Linked DNA regions of Mus musculus: all the other regions are linked to region 4. Evidence: chromatin contacts called from public HiCAR-type, HiChIP or PLAC-seq and Micro-C data. All regions are on one chromosome and are shown on one strand. The core of a region is the stretch at or near the end of the contact, and the rest is flanking DNA. Distances in the headings are between cores, read along the strand shown.

Region 1 (4,511 bases), core at 437-2,936, 950 kb before region 4:
CTCTGGGTGTCACAAACCCCTTTGCCTATTACCTGTCATTATTTGGCTTCCCCTTCCTCCCCCTCCCCCTCCCCCGGTTACCATGTCATTTGACAGAACTCAAAATCTAAATTAAAGAATGTGGTACGACTCCCTTACTTAGCAAGAAGTAGGAAAATGGATATGAAAAGAAAGCAAAATGAACTGTTGAATGCAGCTGGATCTCCACTAAGCTATTCTATTTGTAATGAAAGGATTGGGATTAGCACAGAGTATAATGACTGCATTTCTGAGGTCCTCACGTTCACTCACTAAACATCTGAGAGGAAAAGAAAAATCAGCCCTAGTCAGTCCAGGTACGAGGGACTCCTGTGAGGTCAGGCGTATGGTGTCCTTCATGGGCCTCATTTTAGGAAAGGGTTCTTCCGTATTCCAGAAGAAAACAAAATTCTAATGTGAGCGTTGTTCTAGGACAGTATGCCAGGGCAAGCACTTCATGTCTACCTCTATCAACATAGAAACGAAGCTTTAACTTCTAATCAACCAATTAGGCTGGAAGATGGAATTTCACAAACGGGCTGCAGTGGACACAGAAATGTCAGAAACGCTGTATGTCGTGAGTGAATGTCATCTATACTGTTGCCTTAGAAATTCACAGGCGCTGTTCCCCTTCTGGCCAATTTACAACAGAAAAGCTTCCCGGTGTGGGAGCCACAATAAAAATCATCTGCTCTTACAGTTAATTTAATACTAGTGAAATGCAAACTAGAACTGGAAACAGAAGGAAAGGGCAGCTTCTAAATTAAATTTCTTTTAAGGTCACCAAGATGGTAGTAAATTACCATGTAAGACACAATCCATTGAAAAACTCATCTGACTGACGGGTCCTTTAAAAAAAATCGCATACGTATAGTCACTTTCTTAAAGTTGAATGAAACCACTGTCTGAATACAAATTAACGACTGCTAAGTTGCCACAAGGTCCTCAATGCACATACTACTTTGTTTTAAGTCAAAATAAAAAGGATCTAAGAAATCACTTCTTCCAATGTATGTCCCAAGGCTGATGTTTAAACACGTCTCCTTGGCAACCAGGAAGCATAGTGCATACCGGGTTGGGGGAGGGGGTTGCAACTCTAGGTTGGTAGAATAAGTAACCAGAGTAGTAATTGCTCCCGCTAGACGTTGCCAGCAGAGGCTGCATCTTCTGAAACCGCAACTCCAGGTCTCGCCGGGTCTGGCTCATCCGCAGCCTCCCACCCTCTCCCATGGGTCTGCTGACACTAATTCCGAACCTGTCACAAGGAGAGAGACTGGCTTACCCGATGGAGGGGAGCAGTCTGCTGGGCTTGATACCCCAGGGGCTCCAGCGGGCACCAGGCTCTCTGCCAGGCAAGACAGCTCTGCTTTCCTCTCGACCCTGGGGAAACTGCAGCAGCTCCGTCTGCCCTGCCCGGGCTGCAGCAGTGATGATCGCGCGCTCTGGCGTGTGTGTGGATGCGAGTCGGTGTGCGCGCTACCCCGCGCGCTCCCGAACTCCAGGGGCTTCGGAGAGGGACCGGGATGTGTCGGCAGGAAGAGAAAGCCAGCCAGCCCCGCAGGTGGCGCGTGCGACCCGGCCCGCTCTACCCTCCCAGCAGCCGGTCTCCAGCCTCCCCTCACAGCCGCTCCGCCCTCCTGCCGGTGCGCGCTCCCGCCCCGCCGCGTTCGCCCGTGACACGCGCGCTCCCCGGAAGTCCCCCTCTCCGCGCTCCCGCACCCGAGCCGCTTGTCGCGGGTCACGCGCACAGCCTGCTACTCCCGCAGGCCTCTGCTGCTACTATGGCCCTGACACTAAATCCTGGTCCCAGGCCTCCTAGGGCTGGAAGTGTCTAAGCCTGCAGGTGCCACCTTCCCCATGGAGCGCGCTCCCCTGTCCCTGACTTGGCTGACTTATTCAGAGGCACTAGCCCAGAATAGCCTGCTGTGGCCTTCTGAGAATTCTTGTTAATAATGTACCTTTGAGGATAAGTGTGGAGCAACTTTTTAAGAAACCATAGCCTGCATAGGTAGACTTGTCCTGAACCAGAGCGAAGAGGGAGTATTTGACTATCACTAGACAGCACTAAAACGCTGACACCATTGTTGAATTACCAGGCTTGGCATAGCTGAGGGGCAGTGTGTAAACACGCTGAGAAACTCCCTTTTATGGAAAATGAATAATTTTAATAAGTAATACTGCACCTCTGAATTGGAAACCTTGGTCGAATGTGAAGTCAAGAGTGGTAGACTTGAAGTTGGAGAGAAATACTTAGTAGACACGAGTGAATTAAAATACTGCAAGACTTAAAATATATCCAGGAATTCTACAAAACGGAAAGGTTTGTGTTCTTCCATACACTGGAGCTAGCAGAGAGGCCTAGATCCGTTTTGATTTCTTAATTTTTCTCAAACCAATGGTTCAGCAATCATTTTCCACTTTTAGACCCACAAGAGTTTGAGATGTGTTTGGTCTTCTGAGATCTGCCTGTCTCCGCTCTTTAATGCCACGATTTCCATATTGGACTAACGGATGCTGACCTAACACTCCTGGACACCAGAGTATATGCAGAGAAAAGTATTACACCTGACTGCAAAGAAGGTTAGTGCTAGACTCTAGAATATTTCTTAAGCAACTGCTTCTTCATTTTATGCTGGAAGATCAAATGTGAAAGCATTATGACCCTCAAAATATTAACAATGGTGTCAAGACATAAGACGCTGCATCTTCAGCTTTAGCATGCTTACTGATGGTGTCAGTTTGTAAGGTCTTGTTTATGAAGCCATTTCCAGGAAAGCTAAAGTTCCTAGTATTTGGGCTCTTACAATCTTTCCTCTGCTTCTGCGCGCGTGGCCCCTGAGCTGCAGAGGAGCTGTGCTGTGCTATGTCCATTGAAGCTGAGGTCTCTTGATCTGTTAATCTATGCTCAGTTGTGTTTTCCTGTGATGGTCTCCATTTGCTGTAAAAAGATGCTTCTATGTTAAGGGGTGAGAGCTACACTTATTTGTAGGCATAAGGATAGTTTTAAACGTAGTTAAGAAATTATGCTGGCTTGACAAAGGGGTAGTAATAGATTATCTTCTAAGACCTGTGACCTCACTAGCTTGGGTAGGTTTCTGGCACAAACCTGCTTTGCCCCCTGGTGAAAGCGCCTTAAGTCCAATTTGACAGCTGTTGGTTCCTAACAGCATGTGAGTACCACTTACTGTATGTGTATGTATATCTTGCCATGATGATCATTGTGGGTCATAGGCATCACAGCTGGGCATTAACTATTAACTTCTTCCCTCCCTTGGAAGCTAGCATAGTGCTTTCTAATACTATCAAAGCTAGGGCACAGAAAGGGGACTCAATGATTAGATCCAGTTCAAATCATCCAAGTGCCCTGTGTGGTGCCTTCAGCAACCTCTAAGAGGCATCCAAGGGCAAAGCAATGGCCTATATTATTTGGAATTAATCATTCTAGCTAGCCCACATAAAAGACACACAATCCAGGTATTTTATTTGCAAGCTGTAAGCCTAGATTGGGCAGGTTTTAGAACTATTTTAACTTATATCCCAGCCATATGTCCTTTGTTACTTGCTGTTTCTCCAGGCCATGTGTTTATGGCTCTTCTCCTTTCATGGCAGCCTCCTCCTCCCTTGGTTTCCTTTCTTCTCTCCCTCTTCTTTCTACCTGCAACCTCTAGCTGGGTAACTGAAAACCCAGCTACCTTTATCTACTGCCTAATCATAGGCCTTAGCCTTTTATTGACCAATTAACTTGGGGAGCAAGGTTATATAGCATCATTTGGTACACATGAGAATCTCCTTGTCTCTGAAGAGCTCCCAGATCTTAGCATCAGAACAACTCCTACAGAAGCCACTTGGATTACCCTGACCAACCACTTGAAGGGACGGTTCTCATGCCTGATACCAGGGGTTCTCTTAATGTATGGTTCTTATGGAGAGTATTGTCAGCCCAAGAGACATACCCCTAGAGTCTAGGAGAGCTAAACAAAGAACTATAGGCAACTGATGACCACTGCAAGAAGAATTAAACTCTCCCAGGGATGAGCCCTCTAATTAGTTATCCAGTACAAAGTTGTCAGCACAGAAACCATATACACATAAAAAACAAAAATAGACTCAGTGTGTTATATTCATATATTTGAGCATATATATTAGATGTATAACAATAGTAATAATAAAAAGAGGCTACCAATTTGAGAGTGGGGAGCAATGTGGAAGGTTGGAGGGAAGAAACGCAAAGGAGGAAGTAATATAATTATAGCTAAAATAAAGTGTATTAAAATAATCATATATTTAAAAAGCAGCATGCACACAATTACCAAAAATTGCATTAAGCATTTGAATTCTGTGCCTTTTAACATCTTTTTTAAAAAATTAAGCACTCCCTTAAAAATCATAAAGTATTCCTCACTATAGGGACTATACTGACCACTTTATACTAGCTATAGTGACTGAAATATCTGTTTAGAGTAAATAGAAAGTATCATTAAATATAATTAAAT
Region 2 (4,399 bases), core at 1,585-4,084, 900 kb before region 4:
TCTACAAAAAGACTAATGCCTTTTGTCTTGAAGTCTGGGTGCCTCTGATTCCAGTTGCAAGTTTCACAAACAAGTAACTCCATGTCACTATAAAACTAGCCAAACCTACAACCTCAGAAATAATGTGAATTGGGCTCTTACAAATCCATTGACTCCTGTACTGTAGTGCAGATTTTAGAGAGATTCTCCCTCAACATCAATATCCCACAAAGATATTTCTGAGACCCACGAACATCTGCAACTTGCTCACTATAACGCCTTTAGCGTATGTCTTGAACTTGAGTCACCTACTTCCTGAGTGTAAGTTCTAAAATGCCTTGTAGGACACTGAAGTGTGTTCTGTACAGGGAGGAGTGTGTAATGGTGAGTAGAGGCAGAGAGGAGAACTGAGGAGGGTAAGTATTGTGTGCCTGACACTTCTTCGGAAGACGTGAATAAATGTCTACTAACTGGAGCTAGGGAACCAATGAATGGATAAAGTATATAATTCCACCAGAGTCCAACTTGGGAAGCCAGTGAATTTTGGGGGGAGGGTTACTCACTGGAATACATTAGAGGAACGGGATGACTAGTAAGGAGCCATTTCACTAACCAGCCTGCTGCGATCTGGGTAACAGCTCACTGAGACAGCAATTCTGGAGCTCTTTGTCTGACGGGCAGGCAGCTCCTCACCTCTAATCCTCCTCTCCCTAGCACTATTCAGTGGCCTTCTTTAACATGTAGCCTTCAGCTTTCCCAGATTTGTAAGCTCTGTTGACTTCCTGAGTCTCATAAGCATCCCTCCTGCTTTAGGAGGGAAGGTTCAACCAGGAGGAAATTGCTACACAATGGTGAGGGAAGCTTGCAGGTTCTACCTGATGGTGACTATTACTGCTGCGAGTGCGAGGCAAAGGCAGATGGCATTCTAGACCCTTGTTATAATGCCTATTGATGTTCCAGCCTTCCCAGGTTCAACAACACCATCACATGGAAAGAGCATGCTAGTCAATGATTGAAACTGATCTTGGCATAAACACCCACTTTGTCCTGGCACCATTTGGGCATACAGCACGAAACAAAACAAAGGAAAATGTCTCTTCTCAAAAACTAGCATTTTACTGTTTTGGTGATATTTGGAGTTCATCACTATCATTCATTATCAGCTATCAACCTTACTTCAGTTTGGCTGAGAGAAAAGCAGACTTCTGACTTCCCTTGAGGGTCTGCCTTCAATCCTCAGGCAGAAGCCAGAAAGAAAATCTTAAGTTCAGACCTTCTGCTACATTGTATGTCTTGACAAGAAGAGCTGAAATTATGGATTTATGGTCCAGGATTTTGTTTCCATTCTGATTACCAAAGTAAGATAGCCAAAGGTGGGTTCTGCTGGAGCCTCTCTGCCTTGTTTTGGTCTTTAAGGGTCTGAGTAACCCCAGGCCAAGGCTAGATAAAACAATAGGCTCACCTGCCACTGTCTCTTCCAGTGTCAAATCCAAGCTTTCCTGCGTGTAGAAATTCACAGATCTTTAATTTTGTACTATCTGCTGTCCTGGACTCACTCGAAACTCTTGTGTAAGGTTACTTTCATGTAGCCCTAAGTTTGGTGGAATCACATGAAAATTTAAAATACTTTAGCAGGCAGTGAGTGGAATTGCTACTATAATTCTTAAAGCACAGAACAGACTTAATGAGGCCAAGGAACATTTCTTGATGTCCAGAGAAATTGGTTTTAAAAAAAAGGCACCCAGTTATGAACTTGTTTAAAAAGCTCTCAGATGGAAATCTTGGAGCAGACTGCCACCTTCAGGATAACTAACAAATTAACTCACTGAACACGGTTTTAGCTTCTACATAACCCATCTCCAGAGACAGGTTTCATAAGCAACAGTGAGAACTTTACCCCTCTAGTGTTTTCTCTATTATGAAACAGTTTAATTAGTAATAGTCCTTAAAAAAATGAAAACCCCTCCCCCTAATTTTTTTCTTTAAGTTGGTTAGACACAACTAATCTATTCACCTAACCAACCAGGCTAAAATCTTTAATAGATTTCACAACCACAGTCTGGGAAAAATATTAATTCGAAAACTTATTTTCTTGCTGGTGGGCTTTAAAAACTATGGGCCAATCACATTGAATACTTTCGGAAACGTAAAAGAAGGAAGAGACAAAGGGTGGGTGGAAGAGAAGGGGAAAGGAAGATAGAATGTGTACCGTAGATTTTTTTTTTCTTTTTCCAAATACAGCGTTAAGTTACACCAGGGTTTGCCAAGATTACAGAGACTCGAGAGGCAGTAGAGCTGAGAAATGGGGCTGAGAAGAGCACGGTGATTCAGCGCTAATGGAGGAGTATGTCAAGTTAGTACTACTTATGAGAGAAGGGGAAGGAAAGCCTAAAACTCATAGCACTAGGGACAAAGTGGCAGGAAAATGGTATGTCAAGATAGTGAAAGAGTTAAAACAAACAAACAAAACCAACACAAAATTGGCTCAGAAAGCTCCAGGCAAGGGACAGGAAAATAAGGGCTGTTAGAATGGAATTGCGGCTGAGAACAAATATTCTCAATTTCTCAAAAGCATGGGCAGGTAAATTCAGAACCTTGACCCTGCGCTCTGCCCTCTGAAGAGGTTGGAAGATCTCCGCTCCACACTGGCTACTCGGGATTTTGCAACCGTGGGATCACAGCAGCTCATCCTTAAAGACTCCGGAGTCGCCGGCCGGCGTCCCTGACAACGCCCAGATGTCTGCGCATGCGCCTGTGCGGAAGGGTGGGCGGGGCGGAGTCCAGGGTGCGTCCTCCCGGCCACCAGGGGGCGACGAGCGCGTCCTCGGCGTTTTACCGGTGCCTGGCCCCTGGTGTGCGCATGCTCCGTGCGTACAGAGGTCACCGGTGCCGGTGGCTTCTACACGTGCGTAGTGAACTAAGGGCATCATGATTTAGAGATGGGGGCTCGCGTGACCCGCGCCTTAAGGAACTTCAACGTGGAGAAGCGAGCGGAGCGAGAGATCAGCAAGAGGAAGCCCTCCATGGCACCCAAGCACCCTTCTACCCGCGACCTCCTGCAGGAGCACCGGAGTCGTGAGTGCAGTCCCTCCCAGGCCTCCGGTGACATTGAGGTCGTCCCCGCGCGGGCCCCGGGTGGTGGCGGCTGGAAGGAATCCCGGAGCCCAAGGCAGCCCGCGCTCTCTCCCGGCGTCTGCGCAGGCTGCACGCAGACTCTCGTCCAAGTGTTTGCCCCAAGATGTCCAGATGATTTTTTTTTTTAATATTGTACATGTTTACGAGTTTAGAGATTTTTTTCCTTAAAAAAAAAAAAAAAAGATACTATGGCTTATTTTCTTTCCTTAGAGTATCCAGAAATCGAAGAAGTTGTTTCTAAAAAAGATAACAAGCTGCTGTCATTGCTAAGAGATGTATATGTCGATTCCAAAGATCCGGTGCCTGCCTTGCCGGTAATGTATACGTTAATTAAGTTGGCAGTTTATTTTGGAGGTCTGAGAAAGTGATCAAGAAAAAGAGGGCAACGAGTGAAAGTGCAAAGTGTGTGTGTGTGTGTGTGTGTGTGTGTGTGTGTGTGTGTAGAGGGGAGCAGTCAGTGTAGAGCACAGACAGCTAGACACAGGCAGGCCTGGACCCCCTTCGATACTTAGGGTATACTTAGGGTATACTTAGGGTATACTTAGGGTATACCGAAAGACCTGTGAAGGGATTGATTGGATGGACCTGTGTGAATTGTTTATTGCAGAAGTTGTAGGGTTGGGTTACGGCATTTTTTAGTGGTTTTCTGAGTGACCAGTATGACTTTGAGAGCTATTTCATATTCTGTAAATTAAGATGCTCTTAATGACAACCTCAGTGTTTGGGGGTTTGGAGTGGGGGCACGTTCATAGTTTTGAGGATGTGTCCCAACAGGATATGTAATATTATATGTAAGTTAATATAGCATGCTGGAATGATGGGTATGTCTCCTGTGTCAGGTGTAAGTGTTGTGTGTAGTGATTAAAACAGTAATTACTCTCTGAGGCCCATGGTACGTTGCGGACCACAGACCATTCCGTGGATGAGCAGCTGTACAACTATAATGTAATTACGGGCTGGGGAAGATGAAAGGCTGCTTCTGAGGAAGTGACATTTAACCCTGGGCCTGGAGTGCAAATTGAAGTTGCAGCCTGGAAGGCAAAGAATTAGATTAAATGAAGAGGAAGTACCAGCCACAGCCCTCAAAGTTTTTTTTGTTTTTTGTTTTCATTACAAAACTTTTTTGTATTATCTAATACTGAGCAAAAGACTGCAATTACAGCTACTTCTATAATATTCATAATTTAATAGTGACAGTAGGATTTAGTTAGTACCAGATTTTCACACAATAAAGATACATTGATTGTTGGCCATAGTGTATTATTTTTAAGCTCAGCAATACTTG
Region 3 (4,311 bases), core at 1,314-3,813, 830 kb before region 4:
TGCTCACTTGCTGAAGACATCACATGTTGAGGAGGATGGAAGTGCATTCGAAGTTACAGTTCTAGCTCCTGCTTAGAGAAAACAGAATCCGTACAAGGGAAACACAGGCAAATGTGGAGAGAAACTGAGTCTTTAAGTCCAGCAGAAAAAAATTTAAAAAGGAAATTTAAAGATTTTTTTTTTTTTTGGGGGTAGGGGGTGACTACGTCATTACTAGTCTTTATAAATAGGAGCCGATAAATTACACAGCCTTCACTACAGATTTTCTTAAGTCCCTTTGGATTAAGTCCTGGTTATTAGATCCAGCCATCCCAACTGCTTTATGATGGATTCTCTTCACTAGGACGGAGCCTTCCTTGTTTCTTTTCCTCCTCCCCTCTTCTCTCCTCCCTTCTCCTCCCCTTCCTTGCCCTCCCTCCCGCTTTCTTTTCTCCAAAGCCTGGAGCTTAGTTTCTCTCCATCTGGTAACACAAATTGCTTCTACCTCTTGCAAGCAGCCGTGTACTCCACAGTGGCCTAAGGGTAAGAACCAAGTTGGTTGAAGCCAGGGCTAAAAGGTGCAAGCTCCTTTGAATTAGAAAATGTCACTCATACCTTCAGAGTCCTTTGCTGGGACTGATGTTTGAAGCCCAGGCTGGATCATACCCCCTAATTGCCTAACATCTTCCTTTCCATTTCCGTTAGAGTGGTCCCACAGGACTGCGAAGCAAGGATTGAAACCAACAGATACAACAGCAGCTTTGGATGCTGGTCTGCTGTGGAGTCAGGAAAACTGCTAGTGCTCCGAGCCTCCTGGGCCCTCCACTCTGCCATAAATGTGGACGATGGTTAGGAAAACAGTAAGTGTCATTTATCACTTGGAAGCAACATTTCAAAAGCACCATAACTGAGATTTGATGGTGGTATCTTTCCTTCAGGTTCTTCCTGAGTCCAGTTTGGTGATCATGAATGCCAGTGGTTCTAGCAATCCAGGTGGAAGCCACCGGGCAGGTGAGCATGGGTCAAAGCAAGGCATGTCTGCCACTATAGTTCACGACTCCTTCAGCGGTCCAGGTAAGGGTCCAAGCTGGTCTTCAATGTGAAGTGCTCCAGATGAGCCCCTCCTCACAGTGTTGGAAATGAAGAAACACCCGGGAGGCTGCCCAATCAGCGGAGGGAAGCATGGTCCCATTGGGCGCCGATTTTAGCTCTATGGTAAGTGTGGCCCAGGCAGGGATGGGGGGTGTTAAGATAAAGATCTTAACAGAGGTGTGGGCAGTTCAAGCAAATGTGAGGTTTCCTGAGCTAGCCAGCAGTGGCTACACATCTTTGGTGTAGGGTCTGAGCACTTAACTCCCGTTTTAGGGGGTGGGGTGACCTGGGGACCTGGAGCGAGAGGAGTCTGAGTTTAGACTGCAGAAGACTCCCGGGAGCCTGTCTGAGCTGCCCCCTCCCCCTTTCCTTGCCTCCACCCCACTCCTCTCTTCCTTACCTCGCGGCCTAACCAGCAGCGGGCGCCTTTAAGAGCGAGCGCTGGTTAACCGGGGGCGGGAGCCGCCGGCAGCCGGCAAGGCGGAGGCACTGCCGGGCGATGCCCCGACTCTCCGCCGCCGCCTCGGCCTCCTCCTGCGCCGGGGGCTCGGAGCTGTGGAGCTGCGGTGCGATGTCCGCAAAGTTCCGGGAGGCAGCGGTCGCCTACTCCCCGCCGTCCCGCCGCGGCGCCTTTTGTGCGAGGTGTGAGCGCTTCCCTGGCAGGCGAGCGCATCCTGGGCGGGCGGGCGGGCGGGCGGTCGGTCGGACGGGCTGGCTGGTGGCGCGGAGCGCGGCTCTCTCCGGACCCCGCGGCAGGAAGCGGCTGACTCGGCAGCCGGCAACCCGGAGAGGCTCCCGGCGCGGCCGCGGCTTCCCGGGGCCACGCGATGTCCTGCGCTGCTTCGGGCCTCCTTGATCCCCGGTGCTCCAGCCGGGGCTCCGCCGAGCAGACCTCGCGGAGGGCTGTGACCCTCGGGAACTTTCCCGCCCTGGGCTCTCCACTCTAGGCTGAGACTCAGCATGTTCGCCTGGGTATTTAAAAAAAAACTTAGCAACGTAGCTTTATGAGAAATTAACCCCCAGGGCTGATCCAGTTTTCAGAAGTGATCTTTGATGAAATATTTGGATTGTCTGAAATACTTAGGAAATACAGGCTTTTGCGTTAGAATGCACCCCCACCCCCGCCTTCGCCACCCCAGTGAGGCAGGGTGAGGTTTAGTGGCATCCTTTTAAAAAAGGATTTTCTTTGTTTATCGACAAGTTTGCTTTTCATCATGTCTTAGATTAAGAATGCTCTAACTTCTTAAGGATTTTATAAGTAATATTTCTAGAAATGGTAAACAATACTTGGTTTATTGTATAATATGACTTTACTTCAGACACTTTTACCCAGGAAGGAGGTAAGCAATCATTTATTTGATAAAGGCTAATAGAAAGTTCATCTCCTGCGGACGGTCTTTCTCCACGGGTCCCACATGGGAAGGAAGCCCCACATGCTTACCTTTCGGGCTTCAGTTCCTGCATTCTGCGTTCTCCTGTTAGTGTGGTCATCTGATGTCAGCTGGAAGTCAAAAGTGCTGATAAAGAGTTCTGTGCGGTATTACACAGTATCACATAGCCCACATTTTAGTGACACAATTGATTGTATCATCTAGTTCACTTGGAACAATTATAATCAAACTCTCGCCCTTAAATCCTGAACTTTTCAGAGTAAGTTATGCATATGTTTCATATATGTGGAAGAAAGATACTTGCTACTAAAATAGTAAGGATAGCTAAGGAAATGCCTTATCTGTACCATGGAAGTTTTGCAATAACAGAAATAGCCACGAATACTGTAAAAAAAAATGGGACATTGATTTTTGTCTTGGAATATAATTTTGTCACTTTGTTACATATATGTATGTATATATACACATATATGTATATATGTGTACATGCACATTTATATGTGTGTGTGTCTGTGTATGTGTGTATGTACTACCAGAAAATGCTTACAGAGTTGTTTTAATCATCAGTTCTGATGTGTGTGTGTGTGTGTGTGTAATTTTTTGTCAACATTCTTGGAGAAGTATTTGCTCAGAAGTCTCATACTTAAACCCCTAACTCTGGGTGCAGTTGTCCCTTATGTTGGTTGTACTTTGGGCAGGTTGGTAAGGGTTTGATGCTCTAAAGGTGGCTGTGACTGAGTCCTGGGCAGTGTGACTTCTTTGAGATTATATCGCTATACTTGACTTGGGACGTATATTGTATGAGGATTCTTTTTGAGACCTTTTCTCTGTACTCACGTGCATGGATATGGATTTATGTAGATATAATGATGTCATACAAGCCCTGTGTCTGTCATGTATCTCTGTCACCTGTCACAGGGAAATCATTCAGGGACACAATGGCGCATGCTCACTAAGAACAGCAGATCTATATGGTTAGAAGCTAAAAACTGTTCTTGCTAGGGTTGGTTATCTTTGAACATTTTAGTTAAAGAATACTGCTTCCTGACAAACACTTCAACTCTTATAAAGCTTGGACTAGCATGCCATTACCAAAGATCTTAAACACACATATATCTATCAAAGCAACCCCACCACTGGGGTTGATTGAATCAGGCATTTTTCTCAGGATCAAAACAATTTCACCATTAGAAGGTGATTCTCTAGGTAAAACTTAGATTTTTCAGCACATCAAAAATGGCCTCGGGTGATTCTCCAGTTTACAACTTAGAAAGTTGACCTCAGTAGCAAACCTAGAGGAAGTTCTATGTTCCCCTCTGTGAAAACTCTTTTGCTGTCTGATTTGAGAGTGGCCCACTGATGGTTCAGTAAACAGTACTCAGAATACAGTGCTGCCAGGGCTATTAAGGGTACCATGCTCTTCCTTTGGAGCAGTCGCTTTCCACAGCTGATGCTGAGGGATTTCAGTGTCTACATGAACATTACAGATGGAATTAGCAACTCTTAGAGTGGTTTTTTATTTTTGCTTTAATTTGCTAGCTATTGGGGAAATGCGTTCGCAATTTGCTTTTGCTATAAATGCTCTTTACATTGTTGCAAGTGGTCTTCCTCATAACATCCCGCCCTCTGCTTTTGATAGCCAGGGTTAGGGTGAGTTCTTACTGTTCTCTTGAAATACATTAGGGAGTTTCTTCAAATTTACATTATGTCTCTTAACTTAAAAAGAAAAATCACGTTGGAAATGTTGAACTAGGCAATAGTCTTTTTTTCTTTTTGAAGCTGATGGGATTTTTGTCAGTCAGTTTGAATTACTTGGGAAGTTTCTGTAAGGTCAGACATGGTCTTTTAG
Region 4 (4,594 bases), core at 78-2,577:
CTTTAACTTATTGAAATTTAAAATCATAACAACAATAATAAAGCGATTGTAAACGGTATGTCTGGTTCCACCTCTTTTTAAAAAAGCTGCCTATCCTTAAAAGTTGCCGCCGAGATTTGGTGGCGTAGCTTAGGGAGATTCACAGCTGGACTGTGTAAGGTGCTCTGCTCTAAACCTGAAAAAAAGGTAGATTCTGTGATAACAGGTAAAATAATATGGGCCCTTCCTTGTGCTCAGCGGACAAGCCCTCAGACAAGAAGGAATCTAAGCGATGTAAATAGTTGGGCACTTTGAAACAATGACAAAAAGTTTAGTCCCAAAAGATTTCCTGTTTTTGTCCTCTTTCCATGGTTGATTATCACCTTAATAGCCCAGGTGCAGAGACACAATAAACAGAACACACCGCGTGTCAGTGTGGGTTTGGAGGTGAGTGTCAGAAAAGCTTCAAGACAGCATCATGTGGAAGCAATGAGGTCAGCATTCACTAAGTCTCTGAGGAGGAACGGGATGGCAGGACCAATGACTCTGTGGTCAGGCTTTGAGGGAAGGTGGGTCAGAGGAGGACTTTGTGGAGAAACCTAGGTCCGAGCGCTAGGCAGAAGACAGAATTCACAAAAACCTGGGGACAACAAGGGCAGCAATGACTCTCTTTGAAGTGACACCAGGAGAAGGCTATCTGCCCGGGGAATGAGGGTAGCAGCGGGAGGGCAGGAGGGTGACAAGGGACTAAGATGTACAAGCAGCTATCTCTGGAAGAGAAAGGGTTCAAGTTCCAAGCTGGTTGAGTTAAAACCAAATGTCCCCGGGGACCTGTGCCAGGAGGGTACCCAGCAGGTGGTCGGGGTGCCTCATCTAACGATGTACGGTGGGCGCTCAGTCCTGTGCCTGACCCCCTAGAGTCTCTGGTACTCACCGATCCCAGCGAGGGAAAGCTCCATCCAGGGCGCGGGAGGGCAGCGCGGCGCGGGCGGGACGAGGGCTGGCGGTGGTGGCGGCGCTGTCCTAGTAGCGTAGCCGGAGTCCGGGGGTAGCCAAGAGGCGAGAGCGGCGGCGGGGTCTCAAGGCACCGGGTGAGGAAAGATCCAGGGCTCCAGAGCTGCAGCGCCCCGCGCGCTCTCTTCCCATCTCCCGGGCTGCCGAGGTTGCTGCTGCCCAGAGCAGCCAGGAGAGGGGGAGGGGAGCAGGCACGCGGCAGGGAGGGAGAGCAAAGAAAGCAGGGAGGGGGGAAGGGATGCGCGAGGGGAGATGGAGATGATCACCGAGAGTTGGGAAGAGAAGGGAGGAGCATAGCAGCCGGGTACAGGTTCCCACCAGAGGAGCTCCAAAATGAGCCTGTGGGTCTTGCCCCAATACCCTGCCGCTCCATGCTAACCCCCTTCGCGCCCTTTCCTTTGGCTCTTCCTCCGGTGACTGTGCCTGGGAGTACCCACGCTCGGCTGCGGATGCAGTTTCAGCAAGCCACCGCGTGTGTTGAGTCGGGAGGCTGCAGAGACACAGCATTGCTCTCCAGGCCTGTGGCACCTGTGCGCGCACACATAGCCACTGGTTCCATTGCTGCGTCTCCGATATGCAGACTCTTAGTCTGCCACCCTCCTCCACTCTCCTTTTAGGTCAAACTGTGGACTTGCAGCAACCGCTTCTGTCAGTTCCTTATTGCTGTCCCCCACCCCCACCCCCCAGGCGCTATTTGGCACGGACTGTCCAGCCAGAAGGCGACAGCAGGGAGCTCAATGCAGGCAACCTTCTCCAGTCCCTTGTATCTGCTGCCTGTGTTTGTTCTTCACTGGGGTTGACCAGCTAAAGTCCGGGGTCAGGTTGGGGGGTGATTAAAATTAAACTAAAATAGGAGGGGCAGATTGTCTGGAACCAAATTCTCAGTGATTTGGGAAGGTTGTAAATGTGAAGGGCAGTGTTGTGCTCAGAATTGACTCTTCTCTGTAAGCAACATTAAAATATAAATTCATAGGTAGATAGACACATAGAAAGATAGATGGATAGATAGATACATGGATGGATAGATAGAAAGACAGAAAGAAAGGTAGGAAGGAAAGAAGGAAGGAAGGAAGGAAGGAAGGAAGGAAGAAGGAAGAGAGAGAAAGAAAGGATAGATGGATGGATAGATAGATAGATAGATAGATAGAGCTCCACTTTGCAAAGTTTTTGTTTATTTTGTTGGACTACAAGTCAATCCTCGAAATTTACTTTTAGACTACGATTCAAATACATATAGAAAGTATATTTAGGGGCTCCTCTTACACTCAAGAATCAAGGAATAAATTCACACATTTAGTAAATATAACGACAATCAGAGTATCGCTGACTGATTTCTGTGAACCTTGATTTTGTTTCATAATCTTCGCATTCTGATTGGAAATAGGCAGCAGACAGGAAGCAAGTGGATGATGTGTGTAATGATACAGGTAGAAAAAGTAGTCTAGTTAAACTCTCTTCAAATGATACAGTAAGTATCCCTGTACTTCTTAGCAGAGCACTGGAGAAAGGAAGTTCTGGGGTGTGTGTGTGTGTGTGTGTGTGTGTGTGTGTGTGTGTGTGCATGTGTGTGTGTGTGTGCATGTGTGTGTGTGTGTGTGTGCATGTGTGTGTGTTGCATGTGTGTGTGTGCATGTGTGTGTGGGTGTGTGTGTGGGTGTGTGTGCATATGTGTGTGTGTGCATGTGTGTGTGAGTGCATGTGTGTGTGTGCATGTGTGTGTGGGTGTGTGCGTGTGTGTGTGTGCATGTGTGTGTGCATGTGTGTGTGTGCATGTGTGTGTGTGTGTGTGTGCGCGCGCGCGCGCGTGTGTGTGTGTGTGTGTGTGTATGTGCACCAAGCATGTGTCCATGGGCTCACACTGCTTTTCTGAATGTAGAAATCTTCATGTGCTAAAGGATCTTAGTCTCTAAAATAATTTAGACATTTTACTTTACATAATTATGCCTTATATAACAAATGTACTCATATTAAAATAAATGCTTTCTCAGTTATGAATGCAGTGTGAAAAACATTTTTACTGCAACAAGTCAGCCTTACATATTATTGAAAAACTTCTATCTCTTCCTGTATTGTTTTACTTGAAGAAAAATAAAAGTTAAATTTTAGTGATAAGTTACTATTTGACAGTGTCTCTAACTTGTTAGACTCTTTCATGTTCAGCATGCATGCCAATGAAAACATTTGGTTTCATGTCTTTTTGATGATCAGAATAAGAGGACCATCTATTCAGTAAGGGCCAATGGGCCAGACGCCTCAGCTTCTAGAGCACATGTTGCTGTGTCCAGCATGTACACACAGCAGTACACCAGGTAGACCCACCGATTATTAATCATTTAAAGAACATGGAAAGGTAATGATTGATGAAGCATAATATCCCACTCAGCACTCTTACTCAGAGATGAATCATGAAGTTTGCAAATGGCAGTAACTGTTTAATTAATTGTGGTTACTGAGAATTAATAAAGTACAAACTTCCAGACAAAGGGGAGAGGGAATCACATGGGCAGATTTACATTTTAAATGTAAATAAATAAAATAACAACAAAAAACAAATTTCCTCATATATGATTAGGATATCCCCGACTTTAATGTAGTGATTTATATAATTTTCATATAGTTGAGACTTTTGGGCTTTCATACAATATATTGTATTATTAACCCCTACCTCCTAAATCCTTCCATAATCTAACCCTATCCCCACCTCAATTTCATATCCTTTGATTGTGTTTTTTATAAGTGTAGTAGTTTAAGTGAGAGGAACCTCCTTAGGCTAATAAATTTTGTTGGGTTCCAGTGGTTGCAACTATTAGGGGAGAATTAAGGAATATGACCTTGTTAGATGAGGCATGTTAGTAAGGGTGGGCATGAGGTTTTAAAAAAATCTTCTACCATCTATAGTGTGCTCTCTGCCTCTTGCCTCTAGTTTGAGATGGTACTGGATTTGAAGACACAAAGTGGTCATGGAGAGCAGCTAAGGCCTGACACTGTAAAAGGCCAGCAACAGCCATTAGTGAAGGTACAGCCTCAATTGCAGTTGATGGCCCAGGACTGAAGGGGTCATGCAAAAAATTTGATGTTTGGTACCATGAGGAGAGCCTATAAGAGGTTTTTGGTGATGTCTAGTTGCAGGAAAAGACTCCAGCGTATTGGAGATGCCAGTACCATGGAATACCCACAGAGAACAGCGGCAGCAGTAGAATGGAGTGAACTAGAGTGCTACAGAGGGCAGAGCTGGAGAAGTCACTCAAGTCCCTTGGAGGAGTCCAGAAGATCATGTGTAGTTTCAATACATTGGAACAAGTAGTTGTAAAATTGAAGTTGCCTTGGAGACTGGAGATATTAGTGATGCCAGAGCTATGGGATACATGCTAATGAAAGCTGCTAACAGGGTGTGGAACCAGCCAAAGAGAATCAACTGTGTTGAAGTCAACAAAATGAAAGGAGTTGGATATCAGACATGGGCAGGCAGAGTCTGGAGGTTGCTCAGCTGGTTTTTAATCTTGATATGGTCCAGTATTTCCTTACTATAACCTTTTAGATTGGTAATGTGTACCCTGTGTCATGACATGTTGGAATTCTGACATCTGCTTTTTGCTTTTAA

The links. A called contact is a pair of places that touch in the nucleus more often than the background predicts. HiCAR-type assays count read pairs that join an accessible place to other places. HiChIP or PLAC-seq counts read pairs in DNA pulled down with a chosen protein or histone mark.
Region 1: a Micro-C map of embryonic stem cells shows a contact between it and region 4, with 7 times the contacts expected there. The contact joins the promoter of Klhl32 here to the promoter of Fut9 in region 4. A contact is called at or near these places in 1 of 39 promoter capture datasets (cranial neural crest) and 1 of 484 Hi-C or Micro-C datasets (embryonic stem cells).
Region 2: a HiCAR-type map of astrocytes shows a contact between it and region 4, with 5 times the contacts expected there. The contact joins the promoter of Ndufaf4 here to the promoter of Fut9 in region 4. A contact is called at or near these places in 1 of 39 promoter capture datasets (hippocampal neurons), 1 of 484 Hi-C or Micro-C datasets (cortical neurons) and 3 of 115 datasets of contacts at active chromatin or transcription factors (astrocytes, embryonic forebrain and forebrain).
Region 3: a contact with region 4 is called in an H3K4me3 HiChIP or PLAC-seq map of embryonic forebrain, with 4 times the contacts expected there. The contact joins the promoter of C230012O17Rik here to the promoter of Fut9 in region 4. A contact is called at or near these places in 2 of 39 promoter capture datasets (cranial neural crest and hippocampal neurons), 1 of 484 Hi-C or Micro-C datasets (cerebellum) and 2 of 115 datasets of contacts at active chromatin or transcription factors (embryonic forebrain and embryonic stem cells).

Annotation. Positions count from the first base shown.
Region 1 is chr4:24,849,438-24,853,948 of GRCm38.p6, forward strand. Klhl32 (kelch-like 32) reads right to left here and starts at 1,687. Exons shown (of 11, transcript NM_001163020.2): 1 at 1,301-1,687. Gm31379 (a long non-coding RNA gene) reads left to right here and starts at 1,624. Exons shown (of 3, transcript XR_390445.4): 1 at 1,624-2,338; 2 at 2,443-2,598.
Region 2 is chr4:24,895,249-24,899,647 of GRCm38.p6, forward strand. It overlaps Ndufaf4 (NADH:ubiquinone oxidoreductase complex assembly factor 4), which reads left to right and starts at 2,835. Exons shown (of 3, transcript NM_026742.4): 1 at 2,835-3,054; 2 at 3,325-3,428. The coding sequence starts at 2,919. Gm46848 (a long non-coding RNA gene) reads right to left here and starts at 2,874. Exons shown (of 3, transcript XR_001784261.2): 1 at 1,442-2,874.
Region 3 is chr4:24,964,912-24,969,222 of GRCm38.p6, forward strand. C230012O17Rik (a long non-coding RNA gene) reads right to left here and starts at 2,564. Exons shown (of 3, transcript XR_881168.2): 1 at 2,513-2,564; 2 at 1-2,039. Gpr63 (G protein-coupled receptor 63) reads left to right here and starts at 1,529. Exons shown (of 2, transcript NM_001379626.1): 1 at 1,529-1,713.
Region 4 is chr4:25,798,676-25,803,269 of GRCm38.p6, forward strand. It overlaps Fut9 (fucosyltransferase 9), which reads right to left and starts at 1,328. Exons shown (of 3, transcript NM_010243.3): 1 at 914-1,328.